Linked DNA regions of Anas platyrhynchos: region 1 is linked to region 2. The links are chromatin contacts, called in public Hi-C maps. All regions are on one chromosome and are shown on one strand. The core of a region is the stretch at or near the end of the contact, and the rest is flanking DNA. Distances in the headings are between cores, read along the strand shown. Region 1 has its middle 49 kb from the start of HEMK2. Region 2 holds the start of ADAMTS1 (ADAM metallopeptidase with thrombospondin type 1 motif 1).

Region 1 (6,860 bases), core at 2,080-4,579, 960 kb before region 2:
TCAGTTTAGTTTATTGCTATAAAACAGCCTATTCTTTCCAAAACCACATTTTTATGTCTATTTTCTCTTCTTAACCCTGGACCTTTTCTTTGGCTAGGAAAAGTCATTATGATTGTCCTAGATCACTCCTGGTCTAGCCATGATTCTGACCCTGCAAACCCTGTTAATTCTCTGCTTTACAATCCTCAGCCATGTTAGATTGACTCTAAATGAGCTGAAGAGATTGACCACATGAACTAGTTGCCACAGCTTACTATATTATTCCCAGTCTGAGGAGATGCAGTTCATGGCCAAGAGGTATTGCCTGCAACACACCTAGGTTAGACTCAATGACCATTCAGGCTGTGGTTTTATATCACAGAATGGGAGAAGTTTCAGGGAAGATCATGGTTTGTTGTGGTTGCTCATTACTGGTATGTGGTGGCTTGCTAAACTGACATACCTTTGTACACGCTGCATGTTCTGTACCCTGATGGGTAAATAACCAAATGAAGTTAGAGCTGATATGTTTCCATAACCCAGAGCAGAACACACTTAGAGATGGGCATCACCACTGAAAAAGTGTATTATAACATGTTTTTAGGGTCCAAAAAACTTTTGCATACAAGAAAATGTTTGCACTTTTTTTTTTTTTTTTTTTTTTTTTTTTTTTAGTAATAGATATTAAGGGATATATTCTATCAAAACTCAGTTTCAATGCTGTGACTATAACGGCACATAATTATAAAAAAAATCAGTATGCAAAAAAGACACATTCAGTATGTAGCAATTTTTAAACCACTCTCCTTTATCAGCATATTAAACATTTTCTAGCATATCAAATTGCTTTGGGTCTGACATGCATCTTCCATTAGCAAAGACAACAGAGAGGCGAGACAGAAAGCACAATAGACTGGAAAAAGCATGAATATTAGACTCAAAAGGAGTAATATTTTGATCTTTTTTCTTATCATATTATTTGTGGAAAAAATATCTGATGGCCACAGAACCCTGCTAACATTTAAGGGGATCATGTCTTACTAAGATTCACATGTGCCTGCTGGTTTAGAAACCCCACTGTTACCAGGAGGCTGTAGATGGCAGTAAAGGACCGCGAATATCTCTTTAGAGGCTTGATTTAAAAAATCATCCTTAAAATTGCTCGGTTTTAATCCAGTTTGCCTTTTTTTTTTTTAGGTGAGTTATTCACTCTTCATTATTTATGGTGAAACTTGGTGCAGTAATCAAGGTTTGCTGTTGTGTGCTCACTCTATTGACTGAATTGCAGATAACTTGCCATCACATGACCATCCTCCTTCTAAGTTTATTCCAGCAAGCATAACAAGTGATAACAACTAAAGAGTGACATAGTTTAGTAGCAGATGTAAAGCAGAATTTATATATATATTTTTTTTAAATTAGCACTTTGTGATATCGCTGATCATACATTTGTGTTTCTTGTGATAGTCACCCAATTCAGTGGAGCTAATATACATTGCTTTAATAGAGCTTGTTGGGAGATTTTGAAAAGAACAGAGAACAGATATGTGCTCAGGTTCTGGCAAACCTTTAGGTTTCCTCCTAAAGCCTTCTGAGATGTGGCTTAGCTGTTCTGAACCTAAATCATACCTTACAAGAATGACTGAAAACAAGTCTAGGTCCTGATCTTGCAGACATGTGTTTTAGTAGTCTGACTTGAGACACTGCGTAGGATTAGTCCCATGCAGAAAGTATTTATGGAGCTGATGCCTATGATGAAATATAAAAACCAGAAGGCCCTACTTCCAAATAATAAAATAAGATGCATAACATTTTTGCTACATAGAAAAAATTAATTACAGAGTTATAGTCATTTTGGGATTTGAGCGAGCTGAATTTGAATTCCCGTTCTTTTACAGACTTCCCCCGTGACCTTTGAACAAGGCAGTTCACTTGATCTGTAGTAGAAAGCAAGGCTCTTCAAGGAGGGCTGTAGGAGCTGCAGAAGCCTTGGAGTACTTATTATTTGTTTCTAATGAGACAGGCCACAAGAGATAAATTCACTTTTTGTGCAAGAATCTGTGTGTGGTTTCAGATGTTTTGCCACTGCAAGCAGGATGATACACCATAGCTACTGCCATGCTTGAAATGAAAGACTGAGAAACTACAAAGGAGAACCTACACCCTCTATAAATGTTTTTGTGTCTGTGTGCATGTGTGTCTTCCTCTGTCAGTGAGGTTACATCATTAATACCAGGTGCTCTCCATTTCCTGAGGTGCTTACTGCAAATGCTTAGGAAGACCAGAAACCTCGTGTGGCGAGCCAAGCACTGACTGTGCCTCCACCTACAAGAAACCACATATTTTTTGACTGTAAATGGTGCTTGGAGAAGACTTGCTTTCACTGGGCTGGAAGATTGTTGTGAAGTGGAAGCCAGTATTGTGTGGTTTGGATGAGGCTCTTCTAAGATTAGCAGCAGATCAGTAGGTTTCTCCTTCGCCTCTTTCTGCTACAAGCAGAAGGAGGGACATCAGCCTGGGATGTAGGAGAGCTGGGCTTACATCCAGTGCTCTTCTACATTCTCCTTTCTGGCCCTGCGGCAGGGAGCTGGAGTGAGGTTAAGCACTTTGGCTGGGGCATCCTAGGAGCAGGACAGAGGAGGAAGAGGATGCCCTTCCCCAGGCAGGTTTGCTGTGGGTGTTACAGTAGCATCTTTGCCCACAGACCTCAAAGATGTTTCTCAGTAGAGCTCTGGGCAGGTAGCTGGAGGCAGTTGTGCTGAGGGGCCCCTTTCAAGTGCCCCATGTCCCCTCCATCACCTCAGCTCTGCCAGGATAATCACACTTTCAGTTGATTTCCTTGATCATAAGACAGCAAGTCTGGGCTAGCCCATACCACTTTCCTTGAGCTGTGTGAGGGGGAAGTTACATGTGCAGTTATTTGGGTAGACCTGGGCAGGTGTTAGCTTTTGGCAAGGGGAAAAGGAGAGCAGCTGGGGACAGGAGTACTTTCACCTCACACAGATACAGCCAGGGTGGGAGATGTGGAAAAAGCCTCAGGCATGATTTTCACAAGCAGGAGGCACTTAACATCCATTTATTTTTGAGTTCCTGTAGGTCCAGATCTTAAATTCTTCCTCTTGATAAAGTGCAGATAGAGGAGCCTGCCTGTCTCCCCAGGAGTGGTTGACAGCATTGATGTAAACTTTACTGAGGCAGTCAAACAACACATGCATGTGTCCTTGGATGTGTGACAGGTTGAAATGCACGTCTGTTTGGTTATTTTAGTCTAATTCAGAAGCCAAGTCAGAGTCAGAGTTACACTCAGCTCTGGGATAGAGCTGGGAAGGCTGTGCTGTGGGTGGGTCATGGGTGTGCCTTTAAACTCACCCTGATCCATATGCTAGATAACAGAGAGAAGTGTAGTGTTTAGACATTAGGCATTGTTAGACAATAGTCAAGGTAAAAAACAAACAAACATTGACATTGACTACTACATCTGAAAAAATGCCTACTTGTGAGAAGATCCAAACTTAAGTCTGTGAGTGTGAAGTCCGCTGTTTACCCACAGAGCCGGTCCAGTCCAGGCAGCAGTTAAACAAGCTTCTCACGTTTCCCCATCAATGTGCCATCACTTTGTCCTTCAGGGACCACCGGTTAGCGATGCCTAATCAGTGCCTGGCAGGTGGCCACTAATTCATGACACACAGATTTCGACATAGCTACTAGATGGCATTGGATTACTGCTGCCGATACCTGGACTCAGACCAATGACTGGGTGGGTGAAAAAGATCATGTTTTCCTTCCCACTATTCAGGCTATTCAATCTCCACTTCTCCCAGGGTTGCTGTTTTGAATGTTGGAACAAAAAGCAAATGAGCACTGAATCTTTGCATAGTGTCAGCTTTCCATTGTGAGGAAAGGACAACTTCTTAATTATACCTGTACAGTAATGTGTTGTCTTCAGGTTTTTACAGGTTGGAAAGCACACATACAGCTATGCTTACAGACTTACTCAAGATAAACGTTTTTTTTTTCTTTAAGAAACAGCTCAAGAAAATGTATTTGGCAAGGCATAGATGGTCTTTATATAAGAGAGAGTTTACAGTAAAAATATACACATAGGGTTAGGAAAATGAGCTTTTACATAAATTGTATATATAGTACATGAAAGAAATAGGTAAGATACAAGCAGATTGTCCAAGTGATAAAACACACCAGGAAAAATACTACAAATTTTGGACTGATTACAAGATGCAGATGCCTTTGATTGTCTTTAGCATTGCAAACTAATTAAAGATATGAACTGAAGCTGGAAAGAATCTATAAAAGGTATTCCATTCATTTGGTATAAAGTGGTCTTCTGTTGCCTCTGTCTGTATGGGTTTGAACCAAACATTTCCCCAGTTCCACTCATCTCTTGTAAAGTGTGGGGTATTCAAATGTATACTTTAGGCACCTCACCTAACCTCTAGTGATGCACATGAATATGTAACTTGTGTGTTGTTTAGCTGCTACCCTGCTCCCTTTTCCCAAAATGCTTTTTCTTCTTTGTGCCAGAAAGCTCTTCTCTTTCTATCAAAATTGTCACCAAAACTTTTTTTTTTTTGTGTGTGTGTGTTTCTTTTCTGGCAGGTAGTGACTGGCCTTCTTTCTTCTCGGTACCTCATTCAGCTCATAATTTTGAAGAAATTAGACTGATTTAACAGATTTTTAAAAAGAGGAAGACTCTAATTGATCTGCTTAACCTGAAGCCACTAGTCCCACCACCTTAGGATAGCAGATATGAGCTAGATATGGAGTCCGGTAATTGACATGAGGAGTCAGGCAAAGTCTGACAGGAATTTGTGTTGGAACTGTTCTATTCAGTCATCACATGCAAACATCTTAAGTCAAATATCAAAAAGCTTTTAAATAAAGAACAGGTTGGGGAACTTGGTTTTTCCACTACCAATGCTGTCATTACTCTATATGCTCAAGTAGAAATAGTGAAATGGTTTTCCAGTGGTGATAACTTCATTAAATTTTTATTCTAAATAATTTTAGAATGGGAACAACTTGTTTAGTTTTTCTTCTGGAGTGCTTGGAAATATTTGTAATGATGAAAATATGATCAGAGACAATTCCAACAATTATAATGTTATTTTTCAACTCTAATAAGCTACCAGAGTCACTTCTCTGTCTCACGCAAATTAAGATACTTCTGTAGGGATGTCTGCATTTTTCCACAGAGAATTTATCATAGAATCACTGAATGGCTTGGATTGGAAGGGACCTTAAAGACCATCCTGTTCCAACCCCCCTGTTATGGGCAGGGGACACCTCCCACTACACCAGGCTGCCCAAAGCCCCATCCAGCCTGGCTTTGAACACTTTCATGGATGGGGCATCCATAATTTTTTTGGGCCACCTGTTCCAGTGTCCTGCCACTCTCTGAGTAAAGCATTTTCTACTAACATCTAATCTAAATCTCTCTTCTTTTAGTTTAAAACAATTCCCCCTTGTTCTATCATTATCTACCTGAGTAAAAGGTTGTTCTTCATCCTTTTCATAAGCCACCTTTAAGTATTGAAAAGTTGCAGTGAGGCCTTCCCAGAGTCTTTTCTCCAGGATGAACAACCCCAGCTCTCTCAGCCTGTCTTCATGGAAGAAGCAATCCAGCACTATGATCACCTTTGTAGTCCTCCTCTGGACCCTCTCTAACAGCTCCACATCCTTCTTGTGCTGGGAGCCCCAGACCTGGATGCAGTACTCCAGGTGGGGCCTCATATCACCTCCCTCCACCTGCATGCTTCTCCTCTCTTGACGCAGAGGTTGTCTATTTGCCTTCATTATCCTCTGTGAGTTTGCAGCCCAGGACACAGTTGGCCTTCTGTGCTGCAAGCACACACTGCTGGCTCACGTTGAGTTTTTTTTCGGCCAGAACCCCCAAGTCCTTCTCCACAAGGCTTCTCCCAATGAGTTCTTCTCCCATTCTGTACTCATGTCTGGGATTGCCCTGACCCAGGTGCAGCACCTTGTGCTTGGACTTGTTGAACCTCATTAGGTTCACATGGGCCTACTTCTCAAGCTTGACCAGGTATTTAATTACCCTAAGTCAGCACTGTTGAACTACTGTCTGTGAGTTCCAGCTGTAGAATAGCATTACACTCCCACAGTCATGCAACATTTCATAATCTTAATTTTCTCTTTAAATATTGGAGCTGTTCTGCTAATAGTATTAGAAGAGATCTCCTCAGACAATTAAAAAAAATATCCGAAACCACCCCCAACACTACAAAACAACAACTTCTGCAAGCACATAATTATGTTAAGCTGGAAAATGATCTGCCGCTCATACAGCTTAACCAACACAAATAACCATGTAACCACTACCATCCTCTTTGGCTCAATAAGTATTTACTTGTGCTTTCCTTTTGCCCTTATCCACTACATTGCTCTCTGTAGTCACGTGGGTGTACATAATGACTAGCAGCATGGACATCCACAGAGAGGCACAGGGTCCCCTTTTTTTTTTTTTTTTTTTTTATACTACTTGCTTTAGATTGGAATTTTTTAGCGATTGTGAGATAGTCTTTCTGAATCATAATATGAAATATTTTGTAACTTTTGTTAAGAAGGGGCAAGAACAACAACCAACTTTGTTTTGTAATGACACAAGAACAGTGGTTTATAATTACCGGGTGTTAACAAAGCTCTCTAAACCTACACATGATCCATTTTGATCCATTTTCCTATTAATTTTTTTTTTTTTTTTTTAGTTAGCAGTATAAAATAGGTTCTCCAAGCACAAATTCCATCTGGAGCTGTAAATAAAGAACCTCCTCTGAGAACTTTATGAAGAGAAACCAAGTTGAAATGATTCAGAAAACTCATGGCCATCAAAAGCTAACACTGTGTGA
Region 2 (7,339 bases), core at 222-2,721:
TCTTTGCAAGCATAACAATTTTCAGTCTGAAGCTCAAAAATAAGTTACAAGACCTCCCTTTCAATTCTACATTTTATATGCCATATTTCTAGACTACTAAGCTCATAATTCCCCAAACCTTCAAAACACGTATAACTGCTATCGTGTGCAACACAAAACTAGCAGCATGAGTGGGCCACACCTCTGTCATGTCTCCTGTCCTGGGAAAAGCATGGTACAGCTGGGTGTACGTTGCTGGATCTCAGAGATCACCACTCATCTCCAAGTCTTGAGAGAAAAATCAGGCCTCTGTTAAAACTGAACGCGTATTTCTGTCCCGAACTTGTTAATGGGCAGCAGTTGCAGTTTCTCAAAGCCAAGGCTCTGCTAAAAATGCACAGGCTTTGGCTGCCGTATCCCAAGTAAAATCCCCCATTTGATTTTGTTCATCGTTGTGTGGGACAACAGCACTTTTGTGGAGTAAGTAACTGGAAAATCCAGTTCATCTATCCATGTGCTTTTTTTTGCAGAAGTTGAAAAGTTGGATGTTTCTAAAAATGTAGGATTTACACAGCGCCGTGGGAAACAAATGTGTTATCTGAACTTGACAGATAATTGGCCTGTGCAGTTGACACTGAAATACGGCTCCACATTTATCTGACGTTGAGTTAGGACAAAAACCCTTCGGTTTAGATTCAGGTGCTCCTAAGAGAATGGTGGATGTGTGAAACCATTGAAATGCTCGCTTCTGTCAGAAGGATGGTGCGTTTGCTAGTTCTGTCATCAGCCTGTGAGTTTTACCTTTGTGTTAAGTCACGGCATCACCTGATGCTGAAGCATTTTATTTTGGGGATTGTCACTGATCGGTGCAGCAGCACTTGTGTTTGTATCTTGTATCTAACACTGTTTCTCGCCAGTTCTTTGCCCTCGGCCTCCAAAAGGCCTCCGCAGCAGGGGGAAGCAGCCGTGCCCATCGCAGCTCAGGCCGCACGGCGGATTAGCTGTACCACCGCGGCCCGAAAGAAAAACCCTGGCTGCCCCTACGTGCGCGCCTCTGTTTAAGCGATTTACAGCACGAACCATTTCCCAGAACTACAGGTGCACGGCCTAGTAGGGCCGGGAGCGGGTGAAGAGTGTGTGTAGGGGAAAGGGGGGGGGGGGGAATAATAGGAAAAGCCGCGCCCCCGACCCGCGGCTCAATGGGAGGGGGCACCCCGCCGTCGGAGGGGGCCGGGGCTGACGGCGAGCGGCGGGGGAAGGGGCAGAGGGGCCGGGGGAAGGGGCCGGGACCCCGTGGCTGCTCGCCTCGCCGCGCCGCGCCCCGTCCCGCCCCGCCGGGGGCTGGTGGGGGGGCCGGGGGCGGGGGCCGCCTGCCGCCGCCGCCTTACGCAGGCAGTGAGCTCAGCGGGCCGGGGCGGGGGGCGGCGCGGCGGGGGGCGGCGGGCCCCGGCGGGGTGGGGGCGGCCCGGCAGAACCCCATAAAGGGCGGCCGCCGCCGGCCCCGGCCGCCGCACTCAGCCCGCTCGGCGGAGCCGCCCGGATCGCAGCGGAGGGCCCGGGGCGGAGGGGCCCGCCCGCCCGCTCGCTGTTTTATTTTATTTTGAATTATTTTTATTTTTTTTCCTGCTTTTTTGCTTTCTCGTCCCGCTCCTCTCCGCGGGGAAGGGGGGTGTCTCGGCGATCGTCCCCCAGCATCCGCCCTGTGGAAGTGCACCCGAGGCCGGCCCGGGGCTGCCGGAGGGGACTCGCCGGAGCTTCCTCCCCGCTCGGAGGGCAGGGAAAAAGAGGAGCGGCGGCGCGGAGCGGAGCAGAGAGAAGGAGAAGGGGGCCGGGAGGCGGCCGGAGAGCGGGGCCGGGCTGCCCCTCGCACACCCTGCCTCGCTCCCTCCCCGCTGCTGCCATGGGGAAGTCGCCGCCGCCTCTGCAGTGATCGCGGGACTGCCGGCGGAGAGAAGCCTCCACCGCCCGCAAAAACCAACACCCCCCCCCAAAAAAAAAAAAAAAAAGAAAAATACATATATATAAGCAAATCTCGCTCTCCGCCTTTTACAAATTAACGACCGAGGCAGAAAGGCTCCGCCAGGCCAGCAGCAACCAGCCTTCCCCGCCCCGAGCCCGGCGGCCGCGATGAGGACCGGGGGGCGCCCGCTGGGGGTGCTGGTGCCGGTGTTACTGGCGGTACTGGTGGCGCTGGGACCGTGCAGCGCCGAGCCCCCCGCCACCGCCCGCCAGGCGCTGGTGCGGCCGCGGCGCCTGGGCGCTGCCGGCGGCCGGGAGCGGTTCCGCCTGGACGCCTTCGGGGAGCGGCTGACGCTGGAGCTGGAGCCCGACAGCAGCTTCCTGGCCCCGGACTTCACCCTGCAGTACCTGGGGGGGCCGCCGCCCTCCCCCTCGCCCTCCTCTCCGCCGTCGGGGGACGAGCTCTCCCGCTGCTTCTACTCCGGCACCGTCAACCGGGACCCGGGCTCCGCCGCCGCCCTCAGCCTGTGCGCGGGGATGCGCGGAGCCTTCTCGCTGCGGGGCCGCCAGTACCTCATCCAGCCGGCCCCCGGCGTCGGGCACCGCCTCGGCGTCCACCTCCTCCGCCGCCGCCGAGGGACCCGACGGGGAGATCCAGCAGCAGCCGCCGCCCGCTGCGCCGTGGCAGAGCCGGGGGCGGAGGAGCCGGAGCCGGAGCCGGAGGGGCCCGCAGGTAGCCGGCAGCGAGGGGGGCGAGGGGCTGCCCCGACGGGGGGACGGGACGGGGCCTGCCGCAGCCACGCCTCGGGGGGAACGCGGCTAAGGGTGCCCCGAGGTCGGGTGCTGAGTCCCGGTGGGTGTCGGGTTCCCCGGCGTGGGGTTGTATGGCCATCCCCTGTGCCGCTCACGTGTGCTTTGCCCCTGTCTCCCTCGCTTTCCAGAGGCAGAAACGAGGAGCAAAAGGAAAAAGCGGTTTGTGTCCAGCCCTCGCTACGTGGAGACCATGCTGGTGGCCGACCAGTCCATGGCTGAGTTCCACGGCAGCGGGCTGAAGCACTACCTCCTGACGCTGTTCTCCGTGGCGGCCAAGCTCTACAAGCACCCCAGCATCCGCAACTCCATCAGCCTGGTGGTGGTGAAGATCATGGTCATCTACGAGGAGCGGAAGGGACCTGACATCTCTTCCAATGCTGCCTTGACTTTGCGAAACTTCTGCAGCTGGCAAAAGCAGCACAACCCGCCAAGTGACCGGCACGCAGAGCACTATGACACCGCAATCCTCTTCACCAGGCAGGTGAGGGACAAGGAGGCTGAACCGACCCTTGCACACGTTGCCCCTTACCCCCAGAGGCTCTGTCTGCTGGGAGTCCCCCAAAAATGTGTTCAGAGGCAGTCCTGTGGCATCACAGGTTCAGCAGAGCAGGCTGCAGTTGGAATGAGTCCCTTTTTATTTAGCCGTTTGTTTTACCGTTTGTGCTGTCCCAGGTGAAACTCATGGTATATGCAGTGTGCTTCTGCCTTATATTTCCAGCAGGGCTAGTATGGAAATTATGCATTTTACTTCTACGTGTAAGCCTTGTGTATGTTCCAAAGACAGATTTTTGCCATCGTACCCATTGAAGTGCTGAATATTTATGCTCTTTCCATAAGTAAAGGCAAACTGCCAGGGTTGGATGTTGCTTGCCAAGGTTAAGTCTCTGATCTGATTAATAATGAAACTGCCTTTTTTTTACAGGACCTCTGCGGTGCCAAGACATGTGATACTCTTGGGATGGCCGATGTGGGAACAGTTTGTGATCTAAACCGCAGTTGCTCTATCATTGAAGACGACGGCTTACAGGCTGCCTTTACAACAGCACATGAGCTAGGTACTTGCAACTTAGAAATGAGGTTCCGGCTGATTAATTGAAGCTGGCTTGATGACGTAAAGCCCAGAGCTCCCCAGCCCTGCTGACGGCTCGCCCTGCGGGGCACGGGGCCCCTGCACTCCCCTGGCACAGTCAGGAGGAGGCAGAGCTTTGCTGTGGAGTGGGGTTGAGCTGCAGAAAGCAAATCCAAGAGCTGTGTGCTAGACTGTGGCTGCAGGAAAAAAGCCTGTGAGGAGAGGGAGAATACGCTGTAATCTGCTTAAAACTTGGTACCGTTCAGATCAGGATATTCTTTCAGCATTTAAAGGCCAGGCTTTGAGTAGCTCTAGAGTTATACATACAATAGCCTTGGTAATGCATAGGACAGACTTCCTAAAATCACCAACTTTTTTTCTTTTTTTTTTTAAGGCCACGTGTTTAACATGCCTCATGACGATGCAAAGCAGTGTGCTGGTATTAATGGAATAAGCCGGGATTTCCACATGATGGCATCTATGCTTTCCAATCTGGATCGCAGCCAGCCTTGGTCTCCGTGTAGTGCCTACATGATTACAACATTTTTGGATAATGGTCATGGTAAGATTATTAAGCTTTCCATTCATGTGGAATTTATGGTTTTGTGTTTTATTGCTTTGCTTTTTTTTTTTTCTTTTAAGGGAGTGCTTTCTGCTAAAGAATAGTGTTAACCTTTTATGTGCTGCCAATGATTTTAGAAGGACCTTAACTTTACAAAAATGGTGGCACAAATTGGCTTGAAGACTTATGCTACAATGCAAATGTAGTTCTAGAGATGCAAATACATTTTTCCCTGCTGAAAATGAACTCACTGACAGAGTCTGTTTTTTTTTTTTTCCCTTTTTTCTTCCTTTTCAGGTGAGTGTTTGTTGGACAAGCCCCATAAACCGATCCAGCTTCCTTCTGACTTGCCTGGCACATTGTACGATGCCAACAGGCAGTGCCAGTTCACTTTTGGAGATGAGTCCAAGCACTGCCCTGATGCAGCCAGTACGTGCACAACGTTGTGGTGTACCGGCACTTCGGGAGGACTGCTTGTGTGCCAAACTAAACACTTCCCGTGGGCGGACGGCACCAGTTGTGGAGAAGGGAAATGGTGCATGAATGGCAAGTGTGTGAATAAAACTGAGAAGAAGCATTATGATGTAAGTATAAATGTGTGTGTATATATCTATATGTATATATATATAGAGAGAGAGAGAGAGAGAGATATCTTGGGTTGCAGAGTAGCACAGATAATGCTTCAGTGAGAGCAATCAAACAGTTGTAAGGGCTTGAATAAATGGTGGTAGATAGCTAATTAAGCAGGCTTAGAGCTTTTTTTTTTTCTTTTAAAAAGTGGCTTAAGTAAAAAAATGAGCATGGCTGCAGGTTTTGTGGTTTTGTTTTTACTATATTAACACTTTCATTCTCCTTCTTGTCATTACAGACCCCGGTGCATGGGAGCTGGGGGTCCTGGGGAGCATGGGGAGAGTGCTCCCGGACTTGTGGTGGTGGAGTGCAGTACTCCTTCAGGGAGTGTGACAACCCCGTCCCGAGGAATGGGGGGAAATACTGCGAAGGGAAGCGGGTGCAATACAGGTCGTGTAACATCGAGGACTGTCCGGATAATGATGGTAATTTTTTCCCCATTTTTGAGGTGGAAAAGGGGAATCTTGTAGAGGAAGACCATGTAGAGAAGATGATCTCATGTCCACCTGTCTTTCCTCTGCCTACAGGCAAAACCTTTAGGGAGGAACAATGTGAAAAGCATAATGAGTTTTCCAAGTCTCCCTTTGGAAGCGGACCTGCAGTGGAGTGGACACCCAAGTTTGCTGGTGTCTCTCCAAAGGACAGATGCAAGCTGGTCTGCCGAGCAAAAGGAACAGGATATTTCTTTGTTCTACAGCCAAAGGTATTTCAAAACTCTCCCTCATCTACCTAGTCATGAATCAGACTTTTATTTCATCTGACTCTGCATGTGAAATTAAGAGTCGAGACATGTAGAATTCTGAAATTATATTTGTTCTTCTTGTATGTATGCTAGATTCTTACTTTTCTTCTCCCTACATGTACAATCTGATCAGTGCAAGCATGCTTTAAATATTCTGGCACAGTCCCTACAGTTATTTCACACATACCACCTCATCTACCCACTCCACCCTAGTTTCCTTTCCGCTCCTTCCACGAGTTTGATTAAACTGAGATATGTTTGGAAAACTGTGGTGGTTCTTTGCCAAAACTTTGGAGCTTTCTCATACCAGTTACTAATATGTTGACGGCTTAAAATAAACAAAAGGAAAAATAATTCGTCCTGCGTAGCTACTTGAACTCACTGTCGTAAGATGTTGAGAGCCAGTAACTACCAGGGTGATGACACAGATGTTTATTGTCGAGCAATACTCCTAGAAAGAAAGGATTGATTACGCCATTAAAAGCAATTTTGATCCTGTACTTTGAGGACATGACTACCTTCTAGTGACATTAGAGAAAAAATGTTCTTTCTGTATAGGAAATTATTAAAACAGTTCTGTGTTGGCTCTTTTCCAGGCTGGGAAGGGAGTTAATAAAAGCTGAAATTGGTTGTTTTCTCCTGTCACCATGGCATTTTAATTTTTTTCAAGTAGCACTGCATACCTCCAACTGTCTACAGGCTGCTTGGTTTTTAGTTTAGCCCTGAAAATACCAGTGCCGTAGGTCTTCTCGCTATTCATCTTCTACATTTTGTATGTTATCTGTATTAGGCATTTTCAAAGAAGTATGCATCTTCTAATCAAATGCCCTACTGCTTGTTTCCTGCTAAGGTTGTGGATGGTACCCCATGTAGCCCCGACTCCACCTCTGTGTGCGTCCAGGGACAGTGTGTAAAGGCTGGCTGTGACCGTATGATAGGATCCAACAAGAAGTTTGACAAATGCGGCATCTGCGGTGGCAATGGATCCACGTGCAAGAAAGTGTCTGGCACACTTGTGAGAGCAAAGTGAGTGCATGACTGCAGCTGCTTTCTGTTCTGGCGAATATTTTGTGGGTGTAAGCTTTTGGTTTCCAAGTCAGTGAGATACTGTCTCAGTTTATCCTTGGAACTGAGATTTGATCTGTCAAAGACAGTTGGCTGATAATAATTCACAGTGCGATCCCAGTGGAAGGAAGCCTCTGACATGCGGGCATGCCTCTGCCATAGCAATAACATGGGATGTGGCTTTGCAAATCCCTTAATCCCTTGGCTCGAATAGGTCAGCAGCTCGTGAGCTTCATGCTTCAGCTTCAAATGAAATTCAGTCTTGTGCCAGGCAGCTTCTTCCCTTTCCCAGGGACGAGCAGAGGGCTCAGTCTTTCTCTTTTCTCTTGGACAGACCTGGCTACCACGATGTCGTCACCATTCCAGCTGGGGCAACGAACATTGAGGTGAAGCAGCGAAATCACCGGGGTGCCAGACATGACGGCAGCTTCCTGGCCATCAAAGCCATGGATGGCACCTACATCCTCAACGGTGACTACACCCTGTCGACGCTGGAGCAGGACATCACCTACAAGGGCAG

What was found. A called contact is a pair of places that touch in the nucleus more often than the background predicts.
Region 1: a contact with region 2 is called in a Hi-C map of skeletal muscle, with 3 times the contacts expected there. The contact joins the enhancer-like site here to the promoter of ADAMTS1 in region 2. A contact is called at or near these places in 2 of 8 Hi-C or Micro-C datasets (F1 follicle and skeletal muscle).

What each region holds. Positions count from the first base shown.
Region 1 is chr1:109,260,155-109,267,014 of IASCAAS_PekinDuck_T2T, reverse strand. No RefSeq gene overlaps it. Among named protein-coding and RNA genes, the nearest start is that of HEMK2, 49 kb to the left of the region's middle. Within about 2 kb of position 3,329, at least 2 of the 8 cell types and tissues checked have an H3K27ac peak or open chromatin away from gene starts, as enhancers often do. A contact at or near this core is called in F1 follicle, where this site is marked.
Region 2 is chr1:108,299,089-108,306,427 of IASCAAS_PekinDuck_T2T, reverse strand. It overlaps ADAMTS1 (ADAM metallopeptidase with thrombospondin type 1 motif 1), which reads left to right and starts at 1,471. Exons shown (of 9, transcript XM_027449257.3): 1 at 1,471-2,671; 2 at 2,880-3,232; 3 at 3,674-3,806; 4 at 4,215-4,382; 5 at 4,680-4,966; 6 at 5,251-5,437; 7 at 5,540-5,715; 8 at 6,605-6,780; 9 at 7,154-7,339. The coding sequence starts at 2,107.